Linked DNA regions of Zea mays: all the other regions are linked to region 2. A link is a contact called in public Hi-C data. All regions are on one chromosome and are shown on one strand. The core of a region is the stretch at or near the end of the contact, and the rest is flanking DNA. Distances in the headings are between cores, read along the strand shown.

Evidence for each region. Hi-C and Micro-C count contacts between places; a contact is called where the count stands out from the background.
Region 1: a contact with region 2 is called in a Hi-C map of ear, with 3 times the contacts expected there. The contact joins the promoter of LOC100281462 here to the promoter of LOC542487 in region 2. A contact is called at or near these places in 2 of 25 Hi-C or Micro-C datasets (ear and tassel).
Region 3: a contact with region 2 is called in a Hi-C map of tassel, with 5 times the contacts expected there. The contact joins the promoter of LOC100381760 here to the promoter of LOC542487 in region 2. A contact is called at or near these places in 2 of 25 Hi-C or Micro-C datasets (ear and tassel).

What each region holds. Positions count from the first base shown.
Region 1 is chr3:53,633,860-53,638,371 of Zm-B73-REFERENCE-NAM-5.0, forward strand. It overlaps LOC100281462, which reads left to right and starts at 1,265. Exons shown (of 9, transcript NM_001154380.2): 1 at 1,265-1,772; 2 at 2,756-3,289; 3 at 3,707-3,772; 4 at 3,871-4,037; 5 at 4,113-4,260; 6 at 4,332-4,419; 7 at 4,491-4,512. The coding sequence starts at 1,659.
Region 2 is chr3:54,365,080-54,369,499 of Zm-B73-REFERENCE-NAM-5.0, forward strand. It overlaps LOC542487 (liguleless 3), which reads left to right and starts at 2,101. Exons shown (of 5, transcript NM_001112038.1): 1 at 2,101-2,605; 2 at 2,716-2,826; 3 at 3,006-3,153. The coding sequence starts at 2,417.
Region 3 is chr3:53,375,312-53,380,251 of Zm-B73-REFERENCE-NAM-5.0, forward strand. It overlaps LOC100381760, which reads right to left and starts at 2,886. Exons shown (of 17, transcript NM_001361542.1): 1 at 2,732-2,886; 2 at 1,144-1,255; 3 at 953-1,055; 4 at 765-830; 5 at 557-680; 6 at 187-321. The coding sequence starts at 1,243.

The sequences.
Region 1 (4,512 bases), core at 15-2,514, 730 kb before region 2:
TTATATTCTTATAGAATGTTTATTAGTCTTGGTAACTTATTTGCATTTTGATGGTTTTATGCAAAATAAATTAATAATGCGCACACAACTGAAAAATTCATGAATTTTTTAAAAAACGCGACATATGTACACATATAGCGCAAAAAATGTTTGGACCCAAGGAGTGGAAACATGATTATAACCAAGGCAATATCTGTGTCTGACTAGTTCCGTATTCGACACACATCTATCCGTATTTGTATCCGAGAACATTAGTATTCGTATCCGAAGCTATCCGTATTCGAATTCGAATCCGATTAAAAATATAAAAACAAATATGGTTTCAGTGATATCCGACCGTATTCGATCCAATTACATCCCTATAGTTGTCTCCTATCGTTATATGCATTGAGCTTATTAAGATTTTTTAAAAAAGTAAAATTTAAATTTGTCCTATACCTTTTGAAATGATAGATATAAAATTCAAATCCAAATATAGATTCATATGTTTTTTTTTTTACTTTTTCGTCGTAGAAAACAAATGGTGCACAAAAAAATATACAAAATTTATTCCTTCTTTTAAATAATGTGCTTAACAATATAACTAAAGAATAACAACAAATTCTATATACATCTATTTTAAATTATTAAATTTGTCTATGTTTAGAATTCATCTCTATTCCAGGCATCGCTCCTGATCTGTCCGCAGTCCGTTAGTGTCGAATGTTTGTACTGTAGGTGGATAAATACTCAATTAATTTAAATTCTAGTCTAGTCTCATATTTTAGTATAATAAAGTTAAATAACTGTACATAAAAAGTGCTTATATTTTAATATTAAATAAATGTTGTTAAGTTAGTTAGGAAATATATTTTTATAATAAATTAATTGAAAACCATAAATATAAATATTATGTATAAAAAGTTTGGTGACAAATAAAATAAACTTATTAAACTCCCTCACACATTCCCATACACACGTTTCCCCATAAGCCCACACACCATCCAGTGCAGTCCGGCCTCTTCTGTATTTTTATAGGAGCAGTAGGCAGTAGATGCTGCCTCGGCTCTGCGTGCGAAAACATGTACCGGTCGAGTTCATGGTGACCCCACCCCACAGAGAATCAGAGAGATAGGATAGCATAGCAGAGCAGGGGGCGCCTTTGCATCGCGAGGTCACTCCTGTCCCCTCGCCTCCGTCCCCTCCACGCAGCAGCAGCTACACCTACACAGCTGTGTGTGTGTCGGTCGCCAGAATCCCAGAAATTAGATAGCTGGGGTTGGGCGGGCGACCCGCCGCGACTGCAGCGAGAACCTTGGACATGAGTTGAGAGGCCCTATCTTTTCATGCCCATGTCCATCTCGCGAGTGATGAGTGAGAAACCGATTGATTGATTGATTGATGTGTGATGCCTCACTAGCTCCTTCGTGGCAAATCTCATCAGCAACAGAGACGGCTGGTGTGACAGCTTGTGAAGAAAACGCCGGCTCGCTCGCTCGCTCCGTCTCTCTCTCTCCTCCTCGCTGCATATCTTTCCTTTGCCGCTTGCTGTCTCCCTCGCCTCTCTCCAGTCTTCTTCACCACCCTGCTTCCTCCCTCTTCCTCTTTTGTTTCATCAGAGAGAAAAAAAACTAGATTTAGCGAGGGCGGACCGACGACGCAGTAGAAGCAACCGAGACATGGAGCGGCGGAGGAAGGCAATGTGGCTGTACCCCAAGGTCGTCGGCTTCAACCCGCCGGAGAGGTGGGGCCACTCCGCCTGCTTCTTCGAAGGCTTCGTCTACGTCTTCGGGGTACGTATATCGTGATCAACCGGCGGTTCAGTTTTTCGTCCTCTTCTTGATCCCGTCTTCTCCAACCACGTTTTTGCTCTGAATTCTTGTACAAATTTCGCATCTTTTTTTTAATTTGATCGATTCATACCCTAGTAGAGCTATATAGCACAATATAATATGGGAGGAAACTTATTAATACTGGTATAAGCTGCGAACGTATTCAGAGTCTGCCGGGTCTTGCATCTCCTAGTTCGTCAGGAGGAAGACGCATGCTGGTGGTGGCGTGAGCTCCGACCCCCCCCCCCCCCCCTGTCGCGGCTGAATGATTCAGGGCAGAGTCTTTCGGAGGAAAAAGTTGTATCTTTTCCGGTGTTGTTCTTCATCCTCTGGGTCTGGGAGCTGTATTTTGTCCCGTTGCTCCTCCTCCCACTGATGCAGGAAGCCAACAATCAAAATGTTCCGCAGCTTTCACCAAAAGTGAGGGGGAGTCCTTGGTCCATGCGGTAATATTCCCTCCACAATGAAAAAAAAGTAGCAGCGGTAGCAAAGCAAAAGCAGCTTCGCCTTTCGTTGAATTATTGCTGTACAGTTTGTTCGTCACGGCCGCCCCACCTGCAGTCCAGTTTGCTGCTACCTACAATCTTGAGGCCTCACCTCATCCTCACACCACATCTTGTCCCCAACCACTTGTTGGTTCGAGCTGAGATTCTCAATGGTTTAGCGGCAAATGTACTGCATCAGGAGTGGGACGAGCGGATGGGGGAAAAAGGAGGAACAAGAGACCTTTTTTTTTTCGCTCTGGTTTCGTTTCTCTTTCTCTTTCCCCCGTCGCTTGGGAGGGTTGGACCAGTCCGTCCCGCGTTTAAGCTTCCCCGCTGATTGGTATGCTGCTGTGATGGTGGTGTGGTCAGTGGTGGAAATGTTAAATGCCAGCAACCTCACGATCCATGGAACTACCAGTACGCGACACACAGCTCCACTTACCATGCCATGAACCCCAGGGATGCTGCGGCGGCCTGCACTTCGGCGACGTGCTGAAGCTGAACGTGGAGACCATGGCGTGGAGCCTTGTGGCCACGACGGGGCAGTGCCCGGGCACGCGGGACAGCCACGGCGCCGCGCTGGTGGGCCACCGGATGCTCGTCTTCGGGGGCACCAACGGCGGCAGGAAGGTGAACGACCTGCACGTGCTGGACCTGCGCACCGGGGAGTGGACGCGCCCGCAGTGCAAGGGCGCGCCGCCGCCGTCGCCGCGGGAGAGCCACACCGTCACCGTCGTCGGGGGCGACCGCCTCGTCGTCTTCGGCGGCAGCGGGGAGGGCGAGGGCAACTACCTCTGCGACGTGCACGTGCTGGACGTGCCCACCATGACGTGGTCCTCGCCCGAGGTCAGGGGCGGCCACGCGCCCGCGCCCAGGGACAGCCACAGCGCCGTGGCCGTCGGCCGCAGGCTCTTCGTCTTCGGCGGGGACTGCGGCGACCGGTACCACGGCGACGTGGACGTGCTCGACGTCGACACCATGGCGTGGTCAATGGTAAGGCGCTGTGTCCTTGTCATGTAGGGTGGCCGTGGGGCTTGGCTCGAATTCGCGACAGCTCTGCCAGATGCACATGTTTCCGGTTGCCATTACCTTTCGCTTTCCAAATGTGATGGTGACTTGCTAGGTTACATCTCTCAGTCAGAGTAACGGGGAGTACTTTCCTTCCTAATAGGTTAATCATTTTTAACTTTAACCAATTACATAAAAATAATAATATTTATAATGCATAAGTAGTATCATTATTATATAAATCGTGAAATATATTTTTATATCCTTCATGAATGTTTAACTAGGCAACTCTGCTTCTTTCACCTTGAAAAAAAAGCATTCAGAAGAAATTTCTCGATTCAGCCTGCAGCTCACCCGAGTATCATCATCTGTTGCTAAATTAACTTCAATCATCATTCGCAGTTTCCGGTGAAGGGTGCATCGCCCGGCGTCAGAGCAGGTCATGCAGCTATGAGTGTTGGATCTAAGGTTAGCATGGTCAGCGATCAGGTTTCGAAACAAAAAAAAAAGAGCCAAAATTTGTGAGAACGCGTTTGCTGGATCCTGAACAACGCACGTCCCTGTAGGTATATATTATCGGAGGCGTTGGCGACAAGCACTACTACAGCGATGTCTGGGTTCTTGATGTCACAAACCGCTCGTGGAGCCAACTTGAGGTGTGCGGGCAGCGACCGCAGGGGCGGTTTTCTCATACCGCAGTGGCCATGAATACTGACATCGCAATCTACGGAGGGTAAGTTTGCCGGAACAGGGTAAGATACCACAAGATTATCAAACATCAAAAACTAACAGTTTGGAAAATTTACAGATGTGGCGAAGATGAGCGTCCCCTGAATGAGCTTCTCATTCTGCAGTTGGGCTCTGAGCATCCAAACGGCCGCTACAACATTTCCATGTGCAAGGTTCTTAGCAACCACTGGAGCCAGGAGAAGAGGAAGTTTCTCAGATCAGAAGCTGTAAGTAGCTTGATTTACCTTGGAGTACTTCTGATCTTTATGTATGGCTCATCGTAAGACAACGTTGGCAGAGAGATGCAAGTGTGAGCAATGGGGAGATGGCTCAGAAACCCCGAGAAGCAGAAACGGAGCAAAGGAACCCGTTCCTGCGTGGCCTAGGTAAGTGAAAAAAAGAGAAGAAAAAACAATAGTACTTCAATTCTGCTAACATGTATGTTGGCACCCATCAGAGAATGGCCGCGTGAAGCGAAG
Region 2 (4,420 bases), core at 851-3,350:
TTTACACTAGCGGTTGGCTTAAGGAACCACCAGTGGAAATGTTATTATTTCCACTGGCGGTTCACTTGAAAAGGAGCTATTTACACTGGCGGTTGTGTTAAGTGAACCGCCAGTGCACCCATTTGTCTTAAAAAGTAATTTCCACTGGCTGTGCACTTAAGCCAATCGCTAGTGGAACAGGCTACTTCCACTTCGGTTTTGTTAACATAGCCGTCAATGAACCGCCAATACACCAATTTGTCTTAAAAGGTAATTTTATAAAAGTACAAATATTAACATTCACCTAATCTAACTCAATACCAGAGAGTACTCAGTACCACAATACATTACAACACAAATCAGATTCATCTAACTACTTCATTATATCTAACTACTTCATTACATACACTACATCAATTATACTCCAGCAGCGGTCTAATCTCTCACTAATGTCATTTCTGGACTTGTATTAACATTCACCTAATCTGACACATCGTAATCAGCTTGGCCATGCGAACTACTCCCTGATCCTCCTTTGTGGCCTTAGTTCAACAAATAGTTGTGCAAAGCAAAACAAGTAATTACAATCTTCACTTGCCCGCTTCTTTCGTACATTGGGACTCCTCGTAGCACATACCACCTTGATTTGACAAAGTCCAAAAGCCCGTTCAACTACATTTCGCAGACTCGAGTGGTGGAAATTGAACTTTTCCTGCATAGTTTCTCTGCTCCTCTTCGATTAAAATCTTCTAAGTGATATCTCTAATTTCGATATGGTGGCAAGTAACCTTCACGAATTGAGTAACCAACATCCACTAGATAATATCTCCCTGTACACAAACAAATAAACTAAGAAAAATATTTACTAGATCGTAATGAAGACAATGTATACAATGCAACATAACATGCCAGCATACCTATGGTGAGTGTGGATAATTCGCTTCTCCCATACAATTCCTGAGCACTGCCAGTGAAAATGTTGGCGGGTTGTTTAAGAAACCCGCCAGTGAAAATGCCGATTTCTACTGGCCCCTAGCACTGAAGTCACTGAAAAACGCCAGTTCAAATAGCTCTAGAACCACCACTATAGAGCTTCTCTATACTAGTGTCGGGCGACAAATTGGCTTTCTCTTTATATGTTTACCCTTGGCGCTATGTAATAATTCTCAATACAAATAGGGAGCCCGTGGTGGGCTCCCGGCTCAATTATTCTACGAAAACAAGATATCCATCTAGGGGTCTAGATTGTTTGGTTCAAGTGGAGATGGCAACGGGATATATCGGATAGTACCATCTCATATCATTATTTATAAAAAAATATAACAAACTAAATAACTGCATAATTTGATAGTTAAACAAATGAAAGGTAGCTAGAGAAAGATTTTCTTTCGACTAAGATGAGGTTTATTAGATGGTTATAGTTATATAAAGCGGGTATATTTTATTCATGGGTACACGGATATGGGTAATATCAACTCGTAAACTCGTACCTATACCCGTCAATCCGATAGGTAAAGATTCTTATCCATCAGTATAGGGTTTTTAGGTACCAATTGTCATCTCTAGGTTCCACGAACTAAAGTTTAGTCCATGTCACATTAGATATTTGAATAAAAATTATGAGCATTAAATATAGTCTAATTATAAAACTAAGATAAAGACTAAACGATAAGACAAATTTATTAAACCTAATGAAGTCTATATTTAATACTCGTAATAGATATTTAAAAAATATTAAATGTTACACGGACTAAATTTTAGTTAGAATAACCCAACACTCTAATATGAGATACAGCGTGTTTTGTTATTTTAATACAGAATTATGACTGGAAGTATTAATAATGGTAATGAGTTGCAACAGAATTGTCTGTCACTGGAGATAACGTAGGGAGGAAAACTATATTTAAGACATGATCACCTCGGTCCTTCTAGAGAGCATCCTTCCAAATCCCGGAACACACAAGGGTCCAACCATGCTAATAAAGAAATCAAATCAATTAAACCTTCCCAATGTGTATCCAGTAAAACAACAGTCAAGATGCCAAATACCTCCCCCTTCCCCCCAACCTTCACATTTTCCACGTATGTAGAATACTCCACCTCCACCCCCGTGCCCCGTCCATTTCCCATCCCCAACCTCTCTCTCTCCCCCCTAGGAGTGGGAGCTCCTGGCTCCATCTATCCGCCTGCAGATATCACAAGCTTTTCCTGCTGCTGCTGCTGCAGCAGCACCTGCAGCTTCTCCGTCTGCAGTGCGAGCAGCTGCTAAAAATTCCCCCATAAGCCTCTGGCTTCCTGCCCCCCTCACTTTCTTGGAAGCCCAGCACAACACGAGGATCATATTCACTCCCTACAGTGGCGTACTAGAATACCAGTTGTGCGCAAACAGCGGCAGCAGCCGTGATGTACAGGTGAGCTGGCTCTGCCGCTCCACTCCATGGAGGATCTGTACAGCATCCACCCGGGGATCTCGCGGGTCGTCGGAGGCGCGGCGAGCGAGGCGTCCGTCGCCGGCGCCGGCGCCGGCGGGCCCTCGCCGTCGGATCTGACGGAGCTCATGAAGGCGCAGATCGCCAGCCACCCTCGCTACCCGTCCCTCCTCTCCGCCTACATCGAGTGCCGCAAGGTGCGTGCCAAAAGTCTAGCTACGTGCACGGATCTTGATCCATGTTTTTATTTCTTGCGTTATATACGTGGATGTGTCGTCGTCCGCGCGGTTTCTTTCTTGTTTTCAAGGTGGGAGCGCATCCGCATGTGACGTCGCTGCTGGAGGAGGTCAGCCGGGAGAGGCGCCCCGACGCCGGCGCCGGGGAGATCGGCGTCGATCCTGAGCTCGACGAATTCATGGTCGGCGTCGTGTATATCTACCCCTATCTATCTATCTATCTTATTATCTAAATAAAAATAAAAAGGGATAATTATACATGATTCCAGGCCAGCGGATTTATTTATTTGTTCCTAATCGTCTGTTATTACATGCGCTGCGCACGCGCCGACGCGCCTGCGTGCTTGTGTTGTGATTCCAGGACGCTTACTGCCGGGTGCTGGTGCGCTACAAGGAGGAGCTGACCCGGCCGTTCGACGAGGCCGCGTCGTTCCTGAGCAGCATTCAGGCGCAGCTCAGCGACCTCTGCAGCGGTGGAAGCTCGCCGGCGGCTACCGCCACGCACTCCGGTGAGGAAAGGAAATAAAACAAACCCCACGCACGCTCCCCATCTCTACACGGCACAAGTTTTTTTTTTAATGGCGAATATCCAGGACGCTACGTCGCGTTGCACGCTGGTTTTGTTGCCGTGTGTACTCGTATGTGTTGTGTGTATCAAAAGACGCGAGCCTCTGAAAGAATTCATGTGCATGCGTGTGCGCGTGTTCTTAGCTTGCTGAAGGGTCAAATCGTGTCCATGCAAATGGGGTGCAGGGGTGTCAGAGCTAGGCTGGGGTAAAGCATTGGGAGGGCGGTGCTTGCTTGTGTAGGGTTTTGTCCAAGGTTGGAGGCTTCCTCCTCTCTCTCACATAGGCTTTAGCTATAGGCCGTGTGATGGAACTTGAGAGTGCTGTGGTGGGGAGTGACATTGCTTGGCCATGGCCTTGCCCGCACGATGCCAGAATCTTGGTCTGGCTGGCCTGCTGCTTGCGTTTTTACTACCAGAGGATGCAGTTGAAAGTAGAGAAATATCTCGTGCTTATACGAGATCTCTTACGGATCCACTTGTCGTACTTTGACAAGACATATCATATCATCACGGTAGTGGTAAATTTCTGGTGGTGCCGGTTAGATATCCTTATTACCGGCCTTCTTTTCTTTAAAGACTTTTGCCCCGGAGAAGGGGAAAAAAATACAGGCGTTTAGGTTTTCACCAAACAATATTGCACTATGGGAGAGTGCTAGGATATTAATATTAATCATTTTATGACTAAGATAATCGACCCAGCAGTTTTATATAGATCCACTATTTTATGGAGGTAGCCAAGATCAGTTTTCTCTCCTACTAGTACAACAAGAGTTCTCTACTTCAATATAAAAGTATCATTATTAGTGTGGTGAAGTCTTGGGTGCATATGATTCCATCTGCCAGGACTTGAATCCTACTGTTCATCAATTTAGGCCCTGTTTAATTTTACCTCAGCTAAATTTTAGCTGAAAGCTAGTATTAGTTAGATAAAGGTTAGTTAGCAGTGGAGTGTTTAGTTGCTTAGATAATGAACTAGCTAATACAAACAAAAGATTAAAAAAACGACATGAGTACTCTTTTGATTTAAGGTCACCAATAAAAGTTATGGGTATATATAGGTCAATCACCCAGTATTAGATGTCATTAGCTAGGGTTTTAGGAGATAATAGAATTTAGTCTCTAGCTAAAGTTTGTCTAGTCTATTAGCTGGTATGTTTGGTTTGAAGGACACTAGATGTTTGTACTTCGAATTCAATGGCTGAATTTAT
Region 3 (4,940 bases), core at 1,636-4,135, 990 kb before region 2:
TTATACTAATAATACTATAACTCTATTTCTACTTTTTACTTTCTCCTTTTGGTATCAGTAGCTCTTGTTTGGATTCATCTCTAGCTTGCCCTTGATTACTTGAGGGCGAAAAATGTTTGTTGCTGCTCTTGCTGTTGTATATAGACAAGCAAACCAAATAATGAAAGAATGGTATAAAGGCAGTACCGATTTAGACACAAAACCAACAGATCCAGGCCTGTAAAGCTTGCACTGAATTATGTTATCAATGGTTCCAGCGGTATCACCAATCTTGAAAGCACCAGCTTGAATTCCTCCAACTGTTGCAGGTCCAATGATGACCTACAAACCATATTAAAGCTGTTTACCAAAAATAAGGGACAATATGCAGATGACAAGACATGGAGTGTGCCAGTAGCAATGTCTAGGATGATTGGATGAACCTAAAGTTTTTTTATAAACTTATATACAGAGATATAGTCCTATATTGATATGGAAACGTACTGTTCAGATGATAGTAGCTTGTAAATGAACCATCTTATTTTAAAAAAAACAGTTTGTTAAGCTTAGTCCTTACTTTGTTATTAGCACGTGCATAACTAATTAGCTGCTTGGCATCTGATTCAGGAACACCCTCAGCGATAATGGCTACAACCCTTATTGTTGGCTGCTTCAAAGCTGACATTGAAGAAGCAGCAGCACTGCAAAATCCTCAAATATAGTTAATATCTAGTTACCCAAGACATGTGCTCTTTCGCAAAAGAATAATTGAAATAATGGCTAACCTCCGGAAGGATGCAAAGTTGATAAATACATCAGCTGTTGGGTGTGCACTGCATGCAGCTTCAACTCTACAAAAAATACACAAGTAAATACCAAGCTGTGCTAGCAATCAGATAGCATAGTCATCACCAAAGCTAGAACAATTTTCTTGCCCAATCAAATGGCAGATACGAAGACCTACAGAACTTACGTGGGATGAACCGGAATAGCAATTTCCTCTTGTCCAAAGAAAAGTTTCTGAAAACCATCAGAACCAGGATTGATTATTCCAGCAACAGAAGGTGTTTCTCTCCCTATAAAGAAGCACGGAGTCAGTAAGGAATAAGTAAGTCAGGAACGCCATTCAACCATGTTAACAAAGAATGAAGAGTTGATGTGTACCACAGAGGAAGTCAAAATCAAGCATCCGTTGGATGGGAAGTTGCTTGTAATTGTAGAATAATGCTTGGGTAGTTTTTGAGAAAAGTTGGCCAGTCGCCATGATTTAAGACACCTGTAAAAATAAATAATTATATAATATGGTAAACAGAAAAGTTAGTGGGCAGAGACAATACAATACAAAATCGTAATTAATATTACTTCCAACAGTCCATGCACATATTTCTAGTGAGCTACCAGAGTCCAGAACCAAACTAATAGTGGATAATCATGCATCCATCCCATTGCAATGAACAACTACAAGATGAATCTCAAATGCAAGAAAATACAACAACTGAAAGCTCTATAGCTAACGTACATTAATTTCTTTGAATTATTTTCCAATAATCAATCATGCAGTATAGCTAATTATACTTCTCATAACCAGGTACATAAGGAATCTTTTCCAATGATCTCAAACAAAGAATTACAGACAAATTTATAGCAGACACAAAAAAATGAATTTACAGTCCTAAACTATAAAGACTAATGCAAGGTGTATTAAATCATATTATAATATGACCACATCAAAAAATGCAAAAGTATAAACAGGACACTCAGACCAAGGAGTGAGCTTGTCTTCCAAAATCCAATGTACACTAAATAAAACAAGAAGCTCAACAACCCACAGAATACTGCTCAATATTCAGAAACATACAATAAAGAACTGAAAATCAAAGCAGAAAATCGGGTCTCAAGTACAACACACAGAATACAGCTCAACATCCAAAAGTATACCATAAATGAGCAAAAAATGGAAGCAGAAAATTATATCCCAAGTACAACAGACCAGCACATTGCATTGGCATCATTGCCCAACTACTTCCATCATCATTCTTTAATGACAAAATCGAGCAAACTATATGTACAACATCCAAGTCGTCCAAACCTCTTTGTTTCTCTAGCATCATGGTCCTATATTTGTAAGGTAACTATTCCTGCTCTCCAAATCTCTTCTTTTTTCTAATAACATACGAGTCATTGAATTCAAATCCCCAGTATTGATAATGTTACCATTCCCACGGGCCACGACTCCACGAGATCATGGACAACACTATCGAACGAGTAAACGATCATTAACAACGGATTAAGCCAGAATGAATATCGAAGTTAACTTCCTGAACACGAAAAGTTTAAACCCTCGCTAATTGTCGCTGCCAAAGCCACCAAACCCAACACTACAAGACCGCTAGATCCCGTCAGATCCCTACAAAAACCGCACTGGAAAGTCCAAATAACCGGTATCCAACAAAGCCCCATGACCCCTCTCTCACCACCGGGCAGCAATCCGACTAAACTCGCGCTATAGGATCATTCCCGGCCAAATTCAGATCACAAGCGGCATGCAGGCCCCCATTCCCACCCGAACACACTGAATCACACGCGAGGCGCAAGGTCCAGACGCGATCACGCCGCCAGCGGCGCACGCGGATCCTCAGATCCGCGGTCCGCGATCCGGGCCGCCGAGCGTTCGGCTTAATGCCGCAGAGAGCGAGAGCGGCAGCAGAGGCAGCGGGAGAGTTTGCAAGCTGGGGGTGTTGAAGCTGCGAACCTTCCGGAGGGAGGCCGAAGCGAGGCGGCCGGAGGATGGGGAACGCGGGAGCGGGATTTCGCCGCAGTAGTGCGTCGCTGGAACGGGCGAAGCAAGGCTGGTCGGAAGCAGAGAGATTTATAGTGGCGGGTGGAGGAATGGGGCCGGTGAGGAGTAGCCAGTAGGCGGGCGAGCGATGCACTGCCCATCTACCCACGCACCCCGCCCGCCCTACGCCGCGACGATTGTCTGAACCGGGTCCATGAGCCGTAACAATGAACTTCTGGTTTTGGCTTGATTTTTGATGCCTTCATCTCGTATTTATTGCTCCCTCAATTACAACTAGTACGGTTGGTATTTGATTTCAATCTCCTGAAGGTATTAAAAATCAAGTCAACACAAGTTAAATACTTAAACCTTTGTCCTTTGATTTAACACTTTTTTTCAATTGTTGGCGCAAAGGATCAAGGTTTTTAAAAGGAAGTGTAAATGAAACGATATGAAAAAAATATGTAAAGCATTGTATTGAACTTATCTGATGTGCCTTAACATTTTTATTCTATCTTCCTTTATATTAAATGAGTTTACAAGCATACATTTGGCTCTTTAACATAAGGTGGCACGAAATTTCTTCAAATGCTACGTGATACGAAGCTACGACCCTCAAAAAAGTACTTTATACATGGCACTATTCATCTATTTACAGGGAAGAGAAACTGCCTTCGCACAAGATTACAATCATGTCACTCAAGGTTTTACACATTATTTACAAATGACATCAGGACACCATTGTATTTTCTCCTTCCTCCATTGCGCAGGTCTTGACCTTCGTCGCGTGAAAGCTTCTCCGTGCTGAAGCTTGTGGCCTCGAGTTTTATCCTTTTTTATCGTGTGTGTTGAGCAAAGTTTTTTCCCTTACGCTGCTTTGGCTATTGTTGATAGCTCTTCGGACGAGGCTTAGCTTTGTCTGATGTTAGTTGTATACCTGAAAATCATTTGTTCACTTCGAAACAAAGGTTACCTGAGGACCTTCGGCAAAGGTAGGCCCCCAACAGTAGTCCCTTATGGAATGAGTTTATTTTTTCGTAACGAGCTTAGATCGCAAAAAAATAGAATTGAGAGGTCTTGTGGCGAAGGTCCGAAAAACACCTTCCTGAAGCTCGTTATGGAGAAGATAGACCGATTCAATAAAAATAATTGATCTGGAAGTTAAATCGGCGAGGAGAAGCTGAGAGTGATGCTCAGAAAAGTTTTTTGGCGACTTGCACCGCTTCGTGTCCATTTCTCAATATAAAAACAGTCGAGCAGGTGGGTGTGGATCACATTTACTACCCTCAACTACCTGGTGTGACTCCGAAGCTTCCATCCATCGCTGTTTCGGAAGCTGGCTTCAACGAAGTCATCTAGACAATCTCTAGTCCACCCAAATGGCTAGGATTTGGACGACCACAAAACTGATCACACCTACCTCTTCAGAGGCACGACAAGATACCATGCCCATCTCTGAAGCTATGAGGGCTCCGTTCTCGTCAAGGCTTGTTCCGAAGCTACCCAAGGACAGACCTTTGAAGCCAAACTATAATGAAATTGGGGTTTAGGATTTAAGGAGAAGGACCTACAATCTATGAAGAATCTTGGTTATTTTAGCAGTAAAGTCAATGTGCGTCTCCTTGGGAATGAAGTGACCCAAATGTTGGGAAAAGACGAAGTTGTTGTATACAAGAACTTTTTCAAGGCAGGACTTCGACTTCCGATGTACAAGATGATCGAGAAGATACTGCAACGTTATGATGCATACGTGCATCAATTGACTCCGAATGCCATAGTCCGCCTTAGCATTTTCATTTGGGTTGCACAAATGCTGATGCTTTCTACATGGTGCTTGATTTGCACTATCAAACAAAGTCCAAAGATACAACTGGGCTGGTCCTTGCATATCGAACCAAGTGGCATGGGGAATGGACAAAAGAGTGGTTTTATGTCGAAGTTGACTCTGAACAACGCGATGACTTCAAAGGAGTGCCTATGGGTCCTTTAAGGATTAGCTTCGGTCTGAATCGGCTGAAGTGCAAACTAAGTGACGCTGCTAAAGAGTGTTACAAAGCCTTTGATACAATTATTAAGAAGATTGGGTCTCGAGATTTGATTTAAGAGGCACTTTCCTATAAAATTTATTCGACTTGGACCGGGTGGAAACTACCGAAGGAGGTGAAGTAAAAAATGAAGAACT